2 separate regions of the Mus musculus genome follow, and region 1 is linked to region 2. Evidence: chromatin contacts called from public Hi-C data. All regions are on one chromosome and are shown on one strand. Each heading gives the region's core, a stretch centred on a gene start, on an enhancer-like site or on the middle of the called end of the contact. The rest is flanking DNA. Distances are from core to core; before and after follow the strand shown. Region 1 holds the start of Tmem196 (transmembrane protein 196). Region 2 overlaps Macc1 (metastasis associated in colon cancer 1).

The links. A called contact is a pair of places that touch in the nucleus more often than the background predicts.
Region 1: a contact with region 2 is called in a Hi-C map of cortical neurons. The contact joins the promoter of Tmem196 here to the enhancer-like site in region 2. A contact is called at or near these places in 7 of 39 promoter capture datasets (the 3T3-L1 cell line, 3T3-L1-derived adipocytes, frontonasal cranial neural crest and 4 more), 1 of 484 Hi-C or Micro-C datasets (cortical neurons), 5 of 115 datasets of contacts at active chromatin or transcription factors (astrocytes, embryonic forebrain, embryonic stem cells and 2 more) and 2 of 9 other capture datasets (embryonic stem cells and liver).

What each region holds. Positions count from the first base shown.
Region 1 is chr12:119,944,647-119,947,672 of GRCm38.p6, forward strand. Tmem196 (transmembrane protein 196) reads left to right here and starts at 1,481. Exons shown (of 5, transcript NM_001294154.2): 1 at 1,481-1,974. The coding sequence starts at 1,828.
Region 2 is chr12:119,463,107-119,466,252 of GRCm38.p6, forward strand. It overlaps Macc1 (metastasis associated in colon cancer 1), which reads left to right. Exons shown (of 4, transcript NM_001163136.1): 4 at 2,354-3,146. The coding sequence ends at 2,566. Among named protein-coding and RNA genes, the nearest start is that of Macc1, 21 kb to the left of the region's middle. Within about 2 kb of position 1,500, at least 35 of the 459 cell types and tissues checked have an H3K27ac peak or open chromatin away from gene starts, as enhancers often do. A contact at or near this core is called in cortical neurons and neural progenitor cells, where this site is marked.

The DNA of each region.
Region 1 (3,026 bases), core at 231-2,730, 480 kb after region 2:
CTAAAACTTGTAAAATAAGCATATCATAAAAAAAGAAATGAGAGTGTAGAAGTTAAGCTATGAAGCATGTTCTGAATCAAATATATAAAGGTAAAACTGACACTCCTGGGGCAGAATTAGGGCTTCTGTTTCCTCACATTGGTTCTTGAAAATAAAAAATGCGTCATGTAATCCCAAAGGAGCTTACTGTGTATTTGTCTGCATGTGGGCAGAGGCAAAGATGCCCTCATATTGTGGTCCCCTTTGTCTATATTTCCCTTCAACGCATCTCTAACTGAAGAATAAGTTCTTGAGAAAGATGGTTGATGAATCCATAACTCAGAACTCATCCAGAAAATTTTCAGTAGAACACCTTGAGATGTTTCCTGGGGGGGGGGGGGGGATCAGTAAAATATAAGCAATTCCACTATATCTAGGCTCCCAAAATTCACCAGAAAGAGCAACAAAATCACACAGCCCACGCTTGAGTCCCTGCCATAATGATTCAGAATTGAAGATGGTCAAAATCAGTTTTGTACTAGGTCAGACTTTTTCTCTGTTTATAAGTAATGCTTGTTCTGGTGTAGTACTTAAGTGTATGTATCTCAACTGAAATGAGATAACAACACAGGGTCTCTGTAAGCTGCTTCTGACTATGCCTCTCAGGTATGTAGCTATCAAGGAAAATATGCCTCCAGCAGACAGCTTCTTCCCTCTAGGATAAGAAGGTACAAAGTAGTGATAGCAGAATGGACCCTCTCTCTTAAAGAGCAGGCTCCAGTCTGGGCTCACTGATATAAATGAGTCCTCCAATGAGGGTCCGCTCAAATCTTTGTATAATCAGGGGTCTGGCTTCTTTCTATTTCCGTGCACTTGGTTTTCCTTTGCTCCTGAACCAGAGAAAAGTACATGTAGAGGAAAGTTTTGCATAGAATGAGCCTATATTGATATAAGGACCAGGCATAGCCACCCCTCCTGTCTGAGGCAGAAACCCAAGAGGAATTGAGTAGAGGAGTAACGAGTTTAGGATACTTAGGTTGGGTGCAGGGGCGGGGCGAATCAGAGGTCAGCCAAGAGTATTGGTCCTAGACCCACAAATACATCAGGATTCTCCCTCCTCCGTTAGCCTCCTAAACCCCAATGAGGTCATAGCAATGAGAGAGAATCAGATTCAAGAGAGGGGGGAGGAAGAGGACAACAACGGGGGAAAAAAATCCAGACGGAAAGAGGCCATCAGACAAGGTCGCTTTTTCTGGCGACACAGCAAGTGCTAGGAACGTGGTGCTGAATACCATCCACCCGCTCTGCCTAGAGACCTAGAGACTCACAGAAGCACTTTGCGCAGACAGGAAAACAAAGGAGGGAAGGCGAGAGGACAGGCGGAGAGGAGTTGTAAGCAGCTCCCCTTTATTACTAGGAAATCAAGCTTGGTTCCTCCGCCAGGAAGAAGGGAGCCAGAGAGGTGCGGAAGGCTCCTGGGGGCGCAGAGCAGAGACACGGCAGAACTCTGGACTGCGCCTCCGACACTGGCAAGGCTTCCGATCCAGAGTCCGTTCTCCAGAGCCTGGCTCCTCAATAAAAGCTTCTGGACTCCCACCCATCGCTCAACAGTCCCTGTGTGAACCCGCCACGGGCTGGATTAGCTGTCTTCTCTGGCCAGGCCCACGGAAATGGTTCTCTGGTTCTGAAAATCCAGACCTTGTGGATAATGTTTTGCTGGTGAAGAAAGAAAAGTTTGAGGAGCTGGACTGTGGTAGGGGGCGGAAGGGGCTGAGGAGGACTTTGGAAGAAAGAAGGTAGATGATCAGCTTTCATCTCTGAGCTGGAAGGAATGATGACCCAAGGAGAATGTGCACCAGCGGCCAGATCATTGGGAGCCTTTTGGTGCTCTCTGTGCTGGAGATAGGGCTGGGGGTGTCCAGCGTGGCCGTGGGGGCGGTCAGCTTCAGCCTGGCTCTCCGAGAGCACACGCCGCAGCTCGGAGACTCGTCCCCGGTATGGAGCGGGGTGTGTGTACGTTGAGCCATTTCACTCTCTCTTTACCTCTTTTCGGGGATGGTCAGTGTGTGCGTGCCTTAGTCACTGTCTCCTGGGAAAACAATATTATAATACTCCTCTGCCTGTAGGTTCCAATTGACAAGCTCTGCTGGTTTATATTGTCTTTTTGTGTATTAGGGAAGCTTTTTTCCTCTTCACTGGATTTAAAACTAAAATGAATGGCTTTATTTAAACTTGAGGGGAGGAGGGTCAGTTTGAGGATTCTGCAAGACTGACCAGTGTTAGTCTTTACAGGGTTACACCTGACAAGGGCAAACTCACTTGTTTATGTCTTTTACTGAAAATGTTACATCATTTTATTGTACAAAGAGCAAGCAAGGGGTAGTTATCTGTTTATATGTGGGCAGTATGCTCAAGGTGCACCGATGCAACAGTGATATGACCAAAATGGAAAGTGAGCTGAGCCTCTGAAAGGTCTGAGGAAAGATGAGCATTGTCTCAGAAAGCACTGCTTTCAATTTGCCTTGCTACCTTTCTCATACTCACTTCTGAATATTCTGTTGTAAGTTCAAGGCCACCAGTTAAACAAACAGCAGTAAGAAATGTAATGCCATCCTAATGGTAGAGTAACTCACTTTAAAGTGTGCTTATCTACTCAGAAAACAATATTGGGTTTTTTTTGGGGGGGGGGTTGTTTTGTTTTGTTTTGTTTCAGGTCAGGGGCAGACCTAACAAACATTTTGTTTGCTCATGTAGGAAGAATTGCAAGGAAGCCACCAAAATCAATAAAATAACTACCTGATAATGAAAAGGCGCTCTCTCTCTCTCTCTCTCTCTCTCTCTCTCTCTCTCGTGTGTGTGTGTGTGTGTGTGTGTGTGTGTGTGTGTGTGTGTGTGTGTAGTGTGTGTGTGTGTGTGTGTGTGTGTGTGTGTGTGTGTGTTGATCCTCCTTCCTTTTCCCCTCTCTCTCCTAGCTCCTCATAGCTGCCATGCCAACCTGAGTCTCTAACTTGATTGTATTTCCTGCATAATTTATTAAGGAGCTATTC
Region 2 (3,146 bases), core at 250-2,749:
TATTCTGTGCCATCACCTATTACTCAGCGCTGCCAGCTACTGCCTGTTGTAAATATTTCCAAATACATTTCTTTAACTCAGCCACAAAGGGACTTAGAACAGTCTGAGAGGCCATTAAATATGAATAAACAATACATGAAAAATTGAAAAGTATTATCCCAGCTAATTCAGTATTAGTGAATGAGTGAATTCAATGTAGAATATAAATTCAGAGCATGTATAGACAAGATATGTCCACAGAGATTAGTCACCTGCTTAGTACATCTCTCATCTAAGCAGTGACAGTTAAGATAGAGCCTGACAGAAGCTTCTATTAATATGGCTTAATTTGTCTTTCTTTTTCTTTTTTTCTTTCTTTCTTTTTTTTTTTTTTTGTTGTTTTGTTTTGTTTTTTGAGACAGGGTTTCTCTGAATAGCTCTGGCTGTTCTGGAACTCACTCTGTAGACCAGGCTGGCCTTGAACTCAGAAATCTGCCTGCCTCTGTCTCTCAAATGCTGGGATTAAAGGCATGCACCACCACTGCCCAGCTAATGAACTAATACTAGTAAGAGTAGTGCACATAGTTTGTGTTCAACAAAAAACTTTAAGAAAAGGGGATACTGCATTGGTCTTATTTAAGTGGCAGAAAATACAAATTCCCATAAGCAGGATTAGTAAGGGTAAACTTTTATGCAAAACTCTATGGTAGTGGTTTTCAATCTTTCTAATGCTGCAGCCCTTTAATACAGTTCCTCATGTTGTGGTGATAGCAAAGCATAAAATTATTTTATCATTACTTCATAACTGTAGTTTTGTTTCTGCTAAGACTCATAATGTAAATCAGTGTTTTGGGTGATCTTTGGGGGTAGTGACCCACACATAGAAAACCACTACTCCAAGGTGACTTCTGTTTCTTTATATTATACCTTACTATGACATGACTTTGGTAATTACACTTCCTTCTCTATTTTTCAGAATTAACGTTTGCAAGAGAGGTGAGGGGATGGGTGTTCAAGTCTTCACAGAAATATCAATTTAAAAAAATAACATCATATTAACCCTTTGAGCCTTTTTTATGTGGACTGGAACAAAGCATAATGGTATTTTGTAGAGATTTATTCTTTCCATTCCAATTATAGATTGTATGGGTGATAGTGAAGGCAAGTGAAAAATTGTATCCAATTACATGGAATATTGATGTTAGTGGAGGTAACATTTTAAGAAAGCAATCCTATGCAATATTTAACTCAAAGTTGGCACTTTAACATTTTACAAGTGGTAGAATTACAAATAAGCCAATTTGATGATGCAAATAAGTAGTGAGTACCAATGTTTACATTCCAAATGTTCTAATTATATGTGTATGGCTTGTTATTTTCTTAAAATAAATCCATGTTAACCTCTGTATATGTCTGTATTCTCCCATTTGTCTTATTTGGTTTGCCTTTGTCTTCATTCCCTCTGAGCCTGTTGCCTTGGTAACCATCACTATGTGCTTGTATGTGAAGCTTTCCTTTGACGTGCATTTATTTCTATGGAAACAGTGATGTCATTGGTGTGGGCAGGTGCTCAGGGGAAGCAAAGTAAAGAAACATAGAATGTTGGTCTTTCTTTGGATCATAAATGTACCATGAAAGTAAGTTTTCAAGGTTATGAACTATAATTTTGTTTTTATTTTAATTTGATCATCAAGCTACAGTTTTGTCTATGTATAGATTTGCTGAAATAGAATGAATTAAAAGTGCAAAGCATATTTGATAGCACATTGTCATGATATGTAATACCATTAAACACAATACAATTAAATATATGTAACAAACCTTAACCTTAAAAGTCAGAGCATTAAAAATTTATTCAATTGTATTCATTATTATTAAAAAATATGGTGTTGATAGGATGGTTTGGTAGGTAAAGGTTTGTCATGAAGCTGACAACTGAGTTTGATCCCCTTTTCTCACATGGTAGAAGAGAACTGGCTCCAGCAAATTATCCTCTGACTTGCACATGCATTTGTGGCATGCATTCACCACCACGACCACACAAACACACTGAACATATACATAATAAAATTTTCATGCAAGGAATTTTATATTAACATGTACAGTAGTTAGTACATAAAAAAAAAGATTTGACACAGTCATTATATTAAAAAAACAACCTAGTTTAAGAAACATAGGGATATATAAAATGGTTATATTTTTTACATCCAAGGTTCACATAATAGGCATTCCATTTTATTTTAAGTATTAAGAAATTCTCTGTCTCTGTCTTTCTGTTTCTGTCTCCCTCTCCCTCTCTGTCTGTCTGTCTCTCTGTCTCTCTTTCTTGCTACTTGTCTGTTATTCACTTAATTATATTTTCTTTTCTTTATAGATGATGTGGAAACCTGCCTATGATTTTCTCTATGCATGGAGTTTTCACTATGGAAATAGCTACAGAGATGTGTTACAAGATCTTCAATCAGCTTTGGACAGAATGAAAAACCCTGTCACTAAACGGTGGAGAGATTTAACTGGAACTTTAATACTTATAAATTCTTTAGAGATTCTGAGAGTGACTGCTTTCTCTACTTCTCAGGAAATATAGAATGAAACAAATTTAGGGAACAAAGAGAATGGTAAGGGGGAAAGGGGTGTGTGTGAGAGGGGGGAGGGAGAAGGAGAGGGAGAGAGAAATAAAGGAGGATGAACTCAAAGATGTCTTACATTTGGAAAATTAAGTGCAGAAATCAAAGGTAGAAGACTACCCATGAGGCTAGTGTAAAGTCAGTTTAATGCCTTAAAAAAATCGGTTTTTAATTTTTGCAAAACCATACCACATAGCAGAGCAGTAAAGAGGACAAATAATAAAAATGCATACTGAGAAACAAAACATGTTCCTCTCTTAAGTAATTTCCAGAAGGAAAATATAACACCATCAGAAAAAATGTCTTCAAACATGCACTAAGAATTTTTTCAGCTACCTTCTGCATCTTGAGACTATATCTAATTGGAAGTTTTCTCCCATGATCAGAATGCAAAATAATCCTTTAGCCATCAGGCTATTTAATACTATTATTACAAACAATTACTATCACCAAAACACTCAGTCCTAAGATACTGACATATTTGTGTATATGCTCACATGAAGACATGCTCTGTGTGTATGTGTGAACATATCTCAAAGT